Linked DNA regions of Sus scrofa: regions 1, 2 and 3 are each linked to region 4. The links are chromatin contacts, called in public Hi-C and HiChIP or PLAC-seq maps. All regions are on one chromosome and are shown on one strand. Each heading gives the region's core, a stretch centred on a gene start, on an enhancer-like site or on the middle of the called end of the contact. The rest is flanking DNA. Distances are from core to core; before and after follow the strand shown.

Evidence for each region. A called contact is a pair of places that touch in the nucleus more often than the background predicts. HiChIP or PLAC-seq counts read pairs in DNA pulled down with a chosen protein or histone mark.
Region 1: an H3K27ac HiChIP or PLAC-seq map of alveolar macrophages shows a contact between it and region 4. The contact joins the promoter of SNRNP70 here to the promoter of DHDH in region 4. A contact is called at or near these places in 1 of 5 promoter capture datasets (liver), 10 of 47 Hi-C or Micro-C datasets (blood, embryonic fibroblasts, epiblast stem cells and 4 more) and 2 of 2 datasets of contacts at active chromatin or transcription factors (alveolar macrophages and skeletal muscle).
Region 2: a Hi-C map of liver shows a contact between it and region 4, with 1.8 times the contacts expected there. The contact joins the promoter of BCAT2 here to the promoter of DHDH in region 4. A contact is called at or near these places in 3 of 47 Hi-C or Micro-C datasets (embryonic fibroblasts, fetal heart ventricle and liver) and 1 of 2 datasets of contacts at active chromatin or transcription factors (alveolar macrophages).
Region 3: a Hi-C map of omental adipose tissue shows a contact between it and region 4, with 1.4 times the contacts expected there. The contact joins the promoter of HSD17B14 here to the promoter of DHDH in region 4. A contact is called at or near these places in 1 of 5 promoter capture datasets (liver), 8 of 47 Hi-C or Micro-C datasets (embryonic fibroblasts, epiblast stem cells, liver and 3 more) and 1 of 2 datasets of contacts at active chromatin or transcription factors (alveolar macrophages).

The regions. Positions count from the first base shown.
Region 1 is chr6:54,286,571-54,289,745 of Sscrofa11.1, forward strand. It overlaps SNRNP70 (U1 small nuclear ribonucleoprotein 70 kDa), which reads left to right and starts at 1,784. Exons shown (of 10, transcript XM_021094709.1): 1 at 1,784-2,006; 2 at 2,763-2,919. The coding sequence starts at 2,773. It also overlaps a transcript of NTF4 not described here.
Region 2 is chr6:54,121,739-54,124,839 of Sscrofa11.1, forward strand. It overlaps BCAT2 (branched-chain-amino-acid aminotransferase, mitochondrial), which reads right to left and starts at 1,710. Exons shown (of 10, transcript XM_021094703.1): 1 at 1,512-1,710. The coding sequence starts at 1,535. All of the region lies in intron 2 of LOC106510565 (a long non-coding RNA gene), which reads left to right.
Region 3 is chr6:54,142,823-54,145,928 of Sscrofa11.1, forward strand. It overlaps HSD17B14 (17-beta-hydroxysteroid dehydrogenase 14), which reads right to left and starts at 1,321. Exons shown (of 10, transcript XM_021094705.1): 1 at 1,149-1,321; 2 at 623-788; 3 at 61-99. The coding sequence starts at 710. It overlaps PLEKHA4 (pleckstrin homology domain-containing family A member 4), which reads right to left. Exons shown (of 21, transcript XM_013998606.2): 18 at 2,506-2,524; 19 at 2,467-2,503; 20 at 1,961-2,073; 21 at 1,194-1,651. The coding sequence ends at 1,389.
Region 4 is chr6:54,208,693-54,211,999 of Sscrofa11.1, forward strand. It overlaps DHDH (dihydrodiol dehydrogenase), which reads left to right and starts at 2,001. Exons shown (of 7, transcript NM_214166.1): 1 at 2,001-2,090; 2 at 2,637-2,748. The coding sequence starts at 2,001. It overlaps NUCB1 (nucleobindin 1), which reads left to right. Exons shown (of 13, transcript NM_001244488.1): 13 at 1-765.

The sequences.
Region 1 (3,175 bases), core at 534-3,033, 78 kb after region 4:
GCAAAGTCCCACTGCTCAGATTACCAAGGAGAATATGTACCTTTGCCAGGAGAGATCTGGTAGCTGGCACCCTGACCAGGTGACTAACTCAGCATCATAATACCAGGACCATCTGACATCAGGCACTTCCAGATGTGATGAAATACCAGACATGATGCAATACAAAGTCTGCAGTATCACCCGAGTAATGTTCTTGCCAAAAATGTTCAATATCAGTCTATGAAAACCTTTAGACTCAATTTCCAGTTTATGGGCAAAATGGGGATAGTGGAATGAACTAAATTCCACGAGGAAATAATCAGACAAAGTCAGAATGCAGGACATAGGACTGCACACCAAACTCGGGGGAAAACAACAACATAACGCAGTGTGTGTGTGTGTGTGTGTGTGTGTGTGTGTGTGTGTGTGTGTGTCTATTCTATGTTAAAGAGGCGAGAGAGACATGATAACCAAATAAACGCGTGAACATTGACTGGCTCCTGTTTCAGATTAAGATAGAGTTCTCATGAGTCAACTGGGAAAATCTGAATAGGGGCTGGATAAACTTTCTAAGAGGTGAAAATAGCTGTGTTGTTGGGCAGAGGATGCCATTATTCTTAGGAGACATGCTGAAGCATTTAGAGGTGCAGTGTCTCAGCCATTTACTATCCAATGGTACTAAAAAAAAATACATTATTATTAGCTTTATTTTTCTTCAAACTTTTTATTTTGAAGTAATTTTAGAATTATGGAAAAGTTCCAAAAAATAGTGCAGAGTTCCCACATACATATACACAGAAAGCAAACGTGTCTATGTATACGTTATCTGTTTTTTAAGCCATGCCCATGGCATGTCGATGTGCCCTGGCCAGAGGTGGCACCTGCTCCACATCAGCAACCCAAGCCAATGCAGTAACAATGCTCATTCTTAACTTGCTGCGCCACGAGAGAACGCTTCAGGATATTTTTTTTAAGTAGCATGATATTAGCCATTTAAATTTTGTAGTAATTTCTGTAATTATTATCAAACAGGCAATTGAATCTATTCCCCAAACTTCAAATATTTTAACTTCTTACAGGTCTACAGGGCCCTAAATAATCCGCCAGCTCTCTGCTCTCTCAGCCAACATGAGATTCCCACTTTCCGCCCCAATTCAGGACCTTTGCACTTGCTGTTAAACCCGCCCAGATCTCCCTTCCATCAGTCTCCTTCTCCAGAAGGACCTAGTTCTAAAATAACCCCTCTATCCCCGCCCATTCCCGTACTCGGCCCTATTTTTCTTTACTGTGTTGGCCACCGTCCGAAATTTATCTTTTTAAGTGCCTTTATTGTCTCCCTCAGTACAATGTAAGCTCCAAAAAGGAAAAGACTTCGCTTCAGTCGCATGGTATATCGCCAGAGCCCAAACAACGCCACGCACACATTGGGCGCTCAATGAACAGTTACTGATTTCCTAGGTTAAGGAATCACACTGTTCACGTAGGAACTCTTTGCCAGGCGGCGGAAGGATATTTCAGTGTGAAAGACGTTACAGGCATGCGCGCAAGATCCGGGAAGTGTGTAAGAAAAGGCGTGGAGCATCAAGAGTCTCGCGGACAGAGGCAGTTGGAGCCCTGAGCGCGAGGTGAAAGGGGACCGCTTGGGGCGGAGCGCGCGTGCGCACTGTGACCTTCATCCCGCCGCGGCAAAGGAGTTTAAGGTGCCGGAAGGCGGGGTAGTGGCCTCGCGCGTGCGCAGTGCTCGCAGCGGCGCCAAGGTTCCTGTGTGTGGGTTGCACTTGACTCGCGCGGCGCGTGCGCAATAGGGTCGGCGGAGGGATTTGAGGCTGGTTCCACCCCTTGCCCCTGTCGCGAGCCGAGGCCGCGCGGGCTCGTGAGCTGTGGCCTGGTGCGCGCGCTGGGCGGGCGACAGAGACTGAGAGACGCGGTCGCCGTCTGAGTCGAAGCTAGAGCTAGAGTACCTGCTGCTGTGGGGCCGCCGCGAGCCCCTGGACCGTCGCCAGGCCGAGGAGGGCGCCGCGCGGCGGGTGAGTATGACTGAGTGGCCTTACCGGGTGCGGGGCCGCTACCCACAAGCCCCTGCGGTGGATCCCAGTCCCTTCCCCGGGGCCGGGCAGTCTTCCCGCGCCACCGCCACCACAGAACCTTTTTGCACGCCTTACCCAGAGTTCTCCGGTCACTTAGGCTTTTTCCATAGTCCCCCTCCCCCGCCCTCAGCGGTCACTTACCCACAGGCCTTTGCGCTGTGTTGCCTTTTTTCGTCCTCGCTTCCCTTCCGTCCTGGACCCTTACCCACAATCCACTTCGCCTGCGGGGCCTAGATCTATTACCCACAACCCCCTGGCTTGAGAGGTTTGCTGTTTATGACTGACCCCTTCTCCTGATCAGAGACCTCTTGCGGTCCTCCCCCTATAACCTTTTATCCAAGGTGCGGGACCACCAGCCGCCACGGCCCTAGACCTCCTTCCTCGGGATCCTTGATGCCCCACAAGCCCCCAGGGACCTTCAGCCCCGCAGTTCCTTGCTCAGGACTTCACTGCTCGGAAACCTGTTTTCAGTCTTTGTTTCTCTTCTCTTGCCCTCCCCCTCCCCTCCCGTTCACACAGCCCTCCCTCTAGAATCTGCTTGCCCCTGTGATTAAGGATCGATCGCGCTCTGTGTCCTTACAGGAGACTTTGAGATTTTTGTCCGTGTTTCTCTCTTTTCTTGGGAGGCAAGGGATTGATAGGGGCTTCATCTCCCCAGCCCACCCTAACATAAGATGGTCCTGCTTCTGCTCTCAGACTTGGCACGATGACCCAGTTCCTGCCGCCCAACCTTCTGGCCCTCTTTGCTCCCCGTGACCCCATCCCATACCTGCCACCCCTGGAGAAACTGCCACATGAAAAACACCACAATCAACCTTACTGTGGCATTGCGCCCTACATCCGAGAGTTTGAGGTGAGTTCACTGAAGAGGCTTGGAGTGGGCTGGATCGGGGAGTCTGGTCTCTGGCGATTTTCTAGCTGTGTGATTGAGGAAGGTGGCTTTTATCCTGTTTCCCTGTCTTAGATTGGTAACACAGCCCTTGTAGGGCTTTTGTGAAAATTCAGTAACTACCAGTTGAGGATTCAGACTCTCGAGTTAGGTAGTCCTTGGTGCGCCATTTATCGGTTGCGTGATGATCTTGGGCAAGAGGTGTATCCTCTAACTGCTG
Region 2 (3,101 bases), core at 460-2,959, 87 kb before region 4:
GGTACAGTGGTTGGTGAATCCGACTGGGAACCATGAGGTTGCAGGTTCGATCCCTGGCCTTGCTCCGTGGGTTAAGGGTTCGGTGTTGCCATGAGCTGTGGTGTAGGTTGCAGACGTGTCTTGGATCCCGCATTGCTGTGGCTGTGGTGTAGGCCAGTGACTACAGCTCCGATTCGACCCCTAGCCTGGGAATCTCCATATGCCACAGAAGCGGCCCCAGAAAAGGCAAAAAGACAAAAAAAGAAAAGAAAAGAGAAATGGCTGGGGGAGGGGGTGGATATGCACAGGGCAGGACTCCAACATGCTGGAGCCTTCTTGTTAAAGCTCAGGACTGTCCTAACGTGGCCCAGGAAGGTCACCATTAAAGCCAAGGATTGTCTCTATCATAGCTTAGCTGTCCTTCACACTTCGGGACTGACCCCATTTTACAGCCCGGGAAAGGTCTCTATCATGAGCAGGGCTGTCCTTGTCCCAGCAAGGGACCATCTGGACCATAACCCGCACATGACCCAGTCAAAGCCCAGGACTGATCCCCATGACATGCAGAACTGACCCACCATAGCCGAGGTCTCACAAGAAACCAGGACTGTCCTATGACAGCCCAAGATTCTCCGCATCATCACCCAGACTGTCCCCATCGCTGCCCGGAACTGTCCCACCACAGCCCAGCAGTGTCACCATCAAAGCCTAGCCCGCCTCGGTGGCAGTCCGAGCCTGTCTCAGTCACTCTGAGAAAGTAAAAGTCTGCCCTGCTCTCCATCAGGCTGGGATAAGAGTCCCAGATAAAGTCAACTACAAAGTTAACAGAAACCACTTTTCCCACCGTCAGGCTGCAGCTGTCAAGGGTTGTAAAGACACCCCCCCCACACACACACACCAAGTTATTAGTATTGTATCCTTGTTTTCTAAAACCACGGACCGAAGCTCTGCTTGTTGCCATCCTGTCCGTAAGAACGGAGGGTCCCCTTCTCGCCTGGACGATCTCAGTCACTGACAGGGAGATGCTGCCTCGGTCCCCCACCACCACCCCCGGGTGGAGAGTTCCAGATGAGAGGTTTCAGGGACACATGAGACATCTATCTTTAGTTCCAAGAAAACAGGGCGCTGGATCCAATTCCCATGAGTGACCTGAGACTGAACCCTATGCCTTCCTCCTACCTCTACCCCTAGGGGTCCGAGGTCCTGGGCGTCTTAGCCCGGCTCCCCCACCGGCTGCCTATTCCCTCCTAACCCATCCCGCCACCCCAGCCCCACGGCTCTCTCCTTATAGGCTCCTCCTCCACGTTCCCCTCCGTGTGGCTCCCATCTGGGTCCCCTTCCCAACGTTGACCTCTCTCCCCCTCCCCGCCTGGAAGGCCTTGTGCTGCTTTCTCCGGGGCCTCCTCCTCCTCGGCGCCCCGCGGCGGAACCCGAGTGCGGGAGGAGCGGGTGCCACGCCGGAGAGGCCACGGGCGAGGGGTCCACCCGAAGTGCGCCTCCCCGCAGGGTCTCCCACCCGGCCGCGAACCCACCTGCCTCAAGGCGGCTGCAGCCATGGTCCGAGCGGCGGGGATCTGTGCCCGGCCCGGGTGCGGCGGGCGAGAAAGACGTTCCGGCTCCGCCCCGCTCACGCCCCCTCGCGTGGGATGACGGCCAGCCCAGCGCCCTAGGCTGCCCAGGCCTTCCCAGTTATAGGGCGCTGGAGGGGGAACTGGGCCCTGCTGCAGAGCGCATGCGCCGGAACCCGCGGGGGGCCGGGGGGGAACCCTCCTCCCCGCCCCCGCGCAAGAGCCAGCGTGCAACGGCTTCCAAACTGCGTTTTAATAGATCCAGAACTGTTCCGGGGCGCTAACAAAGGCCAGCAGCCCGAGATAAGAGAGGGGAAACGCAGGAAGCAGTGATCTTCACGCACCACGATTCTTGGGGAAAAGCAAACCCCGCTCTAAATATCGGTGGGAGCAGAGAGTACGGAAAAACGCGCGGGAAAAGGGAGGGGACTCCGAAGAGGGCGGCAGGTGTGGATGGAGCAGGAGCTTCCCTCTGGATACTCTATTTGAATACAGGTTTTTCTTTGCAACGAGAAGATAACGTGTGCATTCTTTGTAACTTTTAAAGAGAAACACCCACACTGTTCACCTTGCCTCCTACCACCTCTTTTCATCAGTGGTAAAATTTCAATCCCCCACTTCATCAGAGGGCTTCCGTGAGCAGCCCTTAGAATAGGATTTCCTGGTTTATGCCCCTTCGGGAGTGTCTCCCCAGCTTCAGGACCCCCAGAGGCAGAGTTAGACGATTACAGCCCCGCAGGGTCCCTCTAATCGCCAGCTGGTCAAACCCGCATCGGTGTCCCCTACGCCACGCCACGCGGTCACTGTGTCCCCCCGAACCTTCCAGGAGTTCCCCCAACTCCTGCATCGGGGTTACTTTGACACCAAAATATTGTTCCTCTTGTGTATTCAAACTCAGTCCCTGGTTCACTGCGTCTCCGTAATTCTACCCTGCGACACTATGCCCCCAAATTCTGTCCCGCAGCCTTAACAGTCACAGGCCCAGGTGGTCAAACCTGAACGCTCTCCAGCAAAGTGTCTCCGCCTTCCCTCCCTCCTCCCCAGCCCTCTTCCCCCCTCAACCTTGGCTGGAGCCTTAGCGGTGCCGCGCCCAGGCCAGTTGGTGATTGCTGCACACACACCCCCGCCGCGGCCAATCCGCAGCAGTGATGCAGCTCCACCTCCCAGCCTGGGGGCCCCCACCTCGAGGAAACTTGGTACCTCCCAGCCGGGGAGTCATGCCACTTAATTTCCTCCTACCTCCCCTTTAGTTTCCCAGTCCTCTAAATTCAGGCATCCAGACACCAGCTCTTCCTTCCTCGGACCCCGGATTTTCAACCCCCGGTTTTTTCTTCCTTCTCGACTTTTGGGGCTGGCCACCCTCCTACTCTGCTGGCAGAGAGGTCTAAACTCCTTTCCCCTAAGGGCCAAGAATAAACAGGGAGGCCTTTTTGCTTTACCTCCTTCATTATTTCCAAATTAGAGTTTGATTTACTCTCCCCTGCGGGCTTGTTTAATTACTGCTCGGTAGCAGCCGGCTGGCAATACTTTTCCCAGGAGCCCCCGGGTTGCTCC
Region 3 (3,106 bases), core at 71-2,570, 67 kb before region 4:
TATTCTTCTTGAATCTAAGGGAGGAGGCAGTGGGCTGAGGACTGGGGGACCCTCACTCACCGTCTTTGTCACAGATCACCACCTGGGCGCCACTTTCCACTGCGAATAGACAGGGAATAGGTTAGCCCTGCAGAGACCTTGGTGAAGATCTCTGCTGCCCTCTGTGGCCACCCGGAACAGGGCCGTTCCCCCCCCACCACCGCCCCAGCTCTGTTCCCCTCGTGACCCCAAAGTCTCATGATGATCCCGTAGGGCAAAAGGCAGAAGCCTAGCCTTCTCCTTGGCTATTCCAGGTGACTTCTGGGGCTCCTGAGTCTCCATCCCTGGGTTCTAGAGTAAACCCTAAACCTCCAAAAGACATATTCCTTCAACCACCACCCCCGGCCCCCCATTCTGTAGCAATAGCTGAGACCCAGAGAAAGGGAGTCAATGGCATTTGAAAATCCGCCGCAATCTCAGGCCCCAGGCCACCTCTGCCTTCCCTTCGTTAACTTTGCAAATTGGATTTTACGAGACAAGAATCTAGATTCCAGTACAGAAGATACTTCGTCCCACACCCATTAGCCCCCGGGTCCCTCCGCTCCCAGACTCCACTGTTCAGAGCCGACCAGACCCCACTCACCGAAGGCTCGGACGATCCCAGCTCCGATGCCGCGCCCGCCCCCCGTCACGATTACCACCTTCCCGGCATAGCGCGTTCCCGTTGCCATCCCGCGTCAGAAGGTCTCCTTCGGCCACTCACTCACACTCACTCGAGGCTTCTATCCCCCTCTGAAGTCCGGTGAGGTCTTGGGGTCGAACCATAAATAGGGGCTGGATCCTGAAGCCCGGCCCCGGGGGCGTTGCCAGGAAAGCCAGAAGCCTGGAACTTGGCCCCAGCCCCCTCCTCCCTCAGACCCAGGAGGCCGGTCCCCCAACCCTCAAACTCGGGATTCCTGGAGTCCGGCCCCCTCTGCCGGACCTTGGACTCCAAAGTCCAGGTCCCGGGTCCTCTCTTCCTTCAGACCCAGGAATCCAGGTCGCCGGCCCCCTCCTCCCTCAGACTCAGTAATCCAGACCTCGAGCTCCCCCCGTTCCTCTGACACACAAAGCTGAGTCCGCTGTCCCCTCCTCCCGCGGGACCCAGGAGTTCACCACTCCAGCTCTACCTCTTCGAGACACCGGTGTCACAACTCCAAACAGACAGAAAGTTATCGACTAAGAGTTCAATGTTTTAATCCAAATTTGGACAAGTATTGGGAAAATCAAACTTTGGCCAAAGTAGCCACTCCTCGGCCACCGGGAGGGGACCAGATCACGCCCTCAGGTGAGGGAAGAGGCTCCATCTGTCCCGGAAGTACCTCCGGGACACGCCCTCCAGCTCTGATTGGCTGCCCTGCTTGGGCGGGTCAGAAGCTGGACTGTAGCAGCGTGACTCTCAGAGGCCACGCCTCCTCGTCTGGGGTTAGCGCGGGAGGGGCGGTCCCGGAATCCCAGGTCGGCTCCCAAGAGGCCGGGCCTGCGTCGCGCCCAGTCCCTCGGTGGGAGAACCCCGTGGAGTGGGAACTGGCCACTGGAGGAGATCTTGGGGGCGAGGACACGCAGGGCGTGGGATCTGACGGAGGTGGCGACGCAGGGGGAAGAGGGTCTCCTCGAGAGTCCAAACTGCCACCTGGAGAGGACGGACGGAGAACGAGAATGGCAAACTTTGGGACCCAGAAGTCCCGACACCCAGGACTTTCCTCTCAAACCTAGGAGTCCAGGCTCCCCGTCCTCTCCTCCCCAGACACGGCAGTCCTGGGATCCAGTCCCCTCCTACTGGGGTCTGGAACCCCCAAGCCCTGTCCAGCTCTTTCTTTACCAAGGCAGAGGGTTTCTGGCGGTCGTCGGACCCCCCTCCCCACCAGGACCTAGGATTCCGGGCCTCCAGACTCCCTCTTCCCTAACACCCAGGAGCCCAAGGTCCCCAGCCCATTCTCACCTGTCATCATTCGGTGCCACTGTGACGCCTCAGCAGCCAAGGCTTGAGAGAGGCTGAGAACTCGCTCCCGGTGACCCTCAGATGTTGGTAAATAAGGGGTCGTGTTCCTCGGACTAGAAAAAAGAAGATGCAGGGGTGGCCTTGAATAATTTGCCTGTAAGGTGAGGACCACGGTGCAGAGCGTGTCCTTCTGGGAGTTGTAGTCCCTAGCATATGGCTCTAAAGGATTTTGAACAGGGCGAGACCCTCTTTTTAAGTCTGCGTGCATTATGGGATCTGTAGTCCAATTGCCCGAAAACTTCCCGACAGAGGAGCAGAGTTTGACAGCAACGGTGGAACCGCTGTGAACTAGGGCTTTCTCATTCCCCAGGAATTCAAGCGTCTCTGAAATGTTCTGCCATCCATACCCTGGTACTCAAGAGTACTCAGGAGACATTAATACTTAATGCTACTCCTCACCCTTTTGTTGACTTTCTTGCTTCTAGTTTGGATCTCCAATTCCTTACCTGCTCCAGGACCCAGAGCTTCTGAGCCATTTCTGGCTCCTGAGTGTCCCAGGGCAGGCTGCAAAGGAATTGGAGCATTAGAATTCCTCCCCCAGGAAGCCCTCACGTCCTCATTTTGAGGATGAAGTGAAGGAGCTTAGCGAAGAGAGAAAATTGCCCCCCCCCAAACATGGCAAATGTCTTTTTTTTTTTTTTTTTGTCTTTTTTGTCTTTTGTCTTTTTGTTGTTGTTGTTGTTGTTGTTGCTATTTCTTGGGCCGCTCCCGCGGCATATGGAGGTTCCCAGGCTAGGGGTTGAATCAGAGCTGTAGCCACCGGCCTACGCCAGAGCCACAGCCACGCGGGATCCGAGCCGCGTCTGCAACCTACACCACAGCTCACGGCAACGCCGGATCGTTAACCCACTGAGCAAGGGCAGGGACCGAACCCACAACCTCATGGTTCCTAGTCGGATTCGTTAACCACTGCGCCACGATGGGAACTCCGCAAATGTCATTTTTATGTAAGATCCTTTGTCTGGAAAATGTCTATGACTGTACCTTCGACTTCTAACAGACAGGACAATTCTCAGCTTTTTTTTTTTTTTTTTTAATGGCCACACCCACAGCATATGGAAGTTCTCAGGCTAGGGATCAAATGGG
Region 4 (3,307 bases), core at 751-3,250:
CTGGGACCCCAGCACTCTGTGTTCCTTCCAAGGCTGATGGGTTCGAGGTGTCACAATCAACCTCCTCTGGGGCTTGGCGACATGTGTGACCTCCTGGGGGAGGGGGAACAGGATGGCTTTTCCAGGCGTCGTCTCTGCTGCCTCTGCTTCTGCAGCCTTCCAGTCTGTGGTCCCTTCATTTTCTGTCCCCCACCAAGGGACCCACCCTCTTGCGTCCAGTCGAGCACTCATTGGCTCAGTCTAACTTAGGGAAGCGCCCCCTGCCCAAGAGGCTCTGCTCCACACCTGCCTTTCTCCGTGGTTTGGCCTCACCGCCCAGGTTGTTGCCACCATAGCATCCCGTGTCCTCACAGCTGCTGGAGTCCTGCTGGCTGCTCAGTTCTCTTGGTTGACAGGGCTTGGGTGGTCCCTCATGATGTTTCTCAACCTTTTGTGGGACCAGCAACGCCTCAAAGACAGCATCTTCCCCCAGGCTGGGTGTGAGGACCAGAAGAGCCCTTAGCAGCGCTGCCCAGCTCTGATCCCAGGAGCGCCAGCTCTCCCTGACCCTGCCTTCCAGCCACCTCTGCCTCCTCCCTGACGACTTGACCCCTAGCCCTTTCCCCCACAGCCCCAGAGGGGGCCCGGAGCTGACCTCGCCCCAGGATGGCTTCCAGCCCCTCAGCCTCATGTGGGAGGCCCTGCCTACCTTTCTGGCCTTATCTCATGTGACTCCCTGTCCTGCTCTGTACTCTGGTTCCATCCAAATACACTTTCTGGAACAAATCAATGCCTCCGTTTCTTTGTAAATACTGTTCCTTCCAAAACTCCATCTGTGCTTCATCTTCATTCTCCATTTTTGGGGGGGTTGTGCCGCGGCCAGGGATCGAACTTGGCACACACAGCAGTAACCCAAGTCACAGCAGTGAAAACACCAGATCCTTAACTGCTAGGCCACCCAGGAACTCTGTCCTCATTCTTTAAGATAGATTCAGGAGTTGCCGTTGTGGTGCAGCAGGTTAACGTTCTTGTCACCGAAGCAGCTCCTGTTGCTGCCATGACATGGGTTCCATCTCTTGTCTGGAACTTCCACATGCCATGGGCATGACAGCAAAGAAAAAAAAAGGAACTTCATGGTTCCCAGTCGGATCGGTTAACCACTGAGCCACAACGGGAACTCAGAAAAGTAACATTTTTTTAAAAAGGAGTTGCTGTCATAGCTCAATGGAAACAAATCCGACTAGGAACCATGAGGATGCAGGTTCGATCCTTGGCCTGGCTCAGTGGGTTAAGGATCCAGCGTTGCCGTGAGCTGTGCTGTAGGTCGCAGACGCAGCTCAGATCTGGCGTTGCTTTGCCTGTGGTGTAGGCCCGCGGCTGCAGCTCCGATTCGACTCCTAGCCTTGGAATCTCCTTATGCCGCGGGTGCGGCCCTTAAAAGCAAAGGTAAAAAATAAAGTAAGAAATTGGGGATGAGGAAAGTAAAGCTCGGAGCTGGGAGCCTCGGTTGCCTGGGTTACCACAGGAGTCGTATAAATATTAAGTAATAAATATCAGTAAAAATGTTATCTTTGCTATTACTATCCCCTCTCCTTCTCCCCCTCCTCTCCCTCTTCCTCTCTAGCCCGGCAGTTCCCCGTTCCCGGGCGAAGGAGTTTGCGCGGAAACACGATGTTCTGAGCAAACGAGTCGGCGGAGCGATGAAAGGCGACAGGGCTCTTGGATCGAAGTTGGCAAGAACAGAAAGCCCCCTCCCTTTCTGTCACAGAGCGAAGAACGAAGTGTTTCTAGCCCACCCCCCATTGGGCGGAGCCAACAGTAGCTCTTCCAATGGGGACGCGAGAATTATATAACCTCCTGCCTGGCTCTGGGAATGAAGGCGGGCACCGGCCCAGTGGCCAATGAGGAGTAACGTAAGGGCGATGGGGCGGAGAAAAGGGCCACCCCTCAGAGCAAGGGGCCTCCGGTCTTTGACTTGCTCCGGGAGAAAGTGGGGACCTTTGAGACTCGGGGTTGGGGCGATGGCGCTTCGCTGGGGCATCGTGTCAGCCGGCCTTATCTCCAGCGACTTCACGACGGTGCTGCGGCTGCTGCCTCGCTCTGAGCACCAGGTCCGCCCTCCCTCCGGAGGCCCGTAGAAGAGCAGGGGAGGGGTGGGCGCAGAGGGGGACTCCCGGGTCTGAGGGAGGAGGGAGCTGGGGTTCTGTACTTCTGAATCTCCAAGGCGGTGAAACAACCTAAAATTCCCTGGGAGTTCCCGTCGTGGCGCAGTGGTTAATGAATCCGACAAGGAACCATGAGGTTGAGGGTTCGGTCCCTGCCCTTGCTCAGTGGGTTAAGGATCCGGCGTTGCCGTGAGCTGTGGTGTAGGTTGCAGACGCGGCTCGGATCCCGCGTTGCTGTGGCTCTGGCGTAGGCCAGTGGCTACAGCTCCGATTCGACCCCTAGCCTGGGAACCTCCATATGCCGCGGGAGCGGCCCAAAGAAATAACAAAAAGACCAAAAAAAAAAAAAAAATTCCTTGCACCCCCGTCTCGGAGGGCTGTAATTTCTCCCCGTATCGAGGCCGTCTCCATCACCTCTTTCCTCCCCGCCCCCATACATCTGTCTTTCACACCCATCCCAGCCCCTCAAGTCTGACCGTGGCGCCCCTCCAGGTGGTGGCGGTAGCGGCCCGGGATCTGAGCCGGGCAAAGGAGTTTGCGCGGAAACACGACATCCCCAAGGCCTATGGCTCCTATGAGGAACTGGCCAAGGACCCGAACGTGGGTAAGTTGCCAGGGCTCCCGGGCACCACTGGCACGCTGCCTCTAGGCTGCTGCGTGGGAGATGCAAAACTGGCGGGTTGAGCCCTTCTCTCAGAGATTCTGGAAGAACTTTGAACTGGGCGCCGGAGTGATAGGAATCAGTTTTGTCTGATATTAAGCGTCTAACGTGAAATTGCCGTTAGGAGGATCTACCTCCGCGGTAAAGGCAAAGCTTGAATTTCTCGGGAAGTCCTTCAGGGTTTAAATATGACCTTAGACTCTGGTTCTGCGTTATCAGAGTAGCCTGGATGGGGCGGAGCAGTCTCTAGAGTCAGGGGACTTGAGTTGGCATTTTTCTCCTCTCCTCGCTCTTCTCAATTGCCTCACTTGAAAGACGGGCAAAATAATCGTCTCTACTTCTTGGTGGTGGTGTGAGAATTAAATGATTTAATACGTTAATTCTAGAAGGCTGGAAATAATCTGAGGAAAACAGAATGACGGTAGAGGATGATTAGTTAGTTTCTACGAATTAGGGAGGCTAGTGTTTGGTCACCGCTGTAGGACGTCCGCCAAGCTTGGAG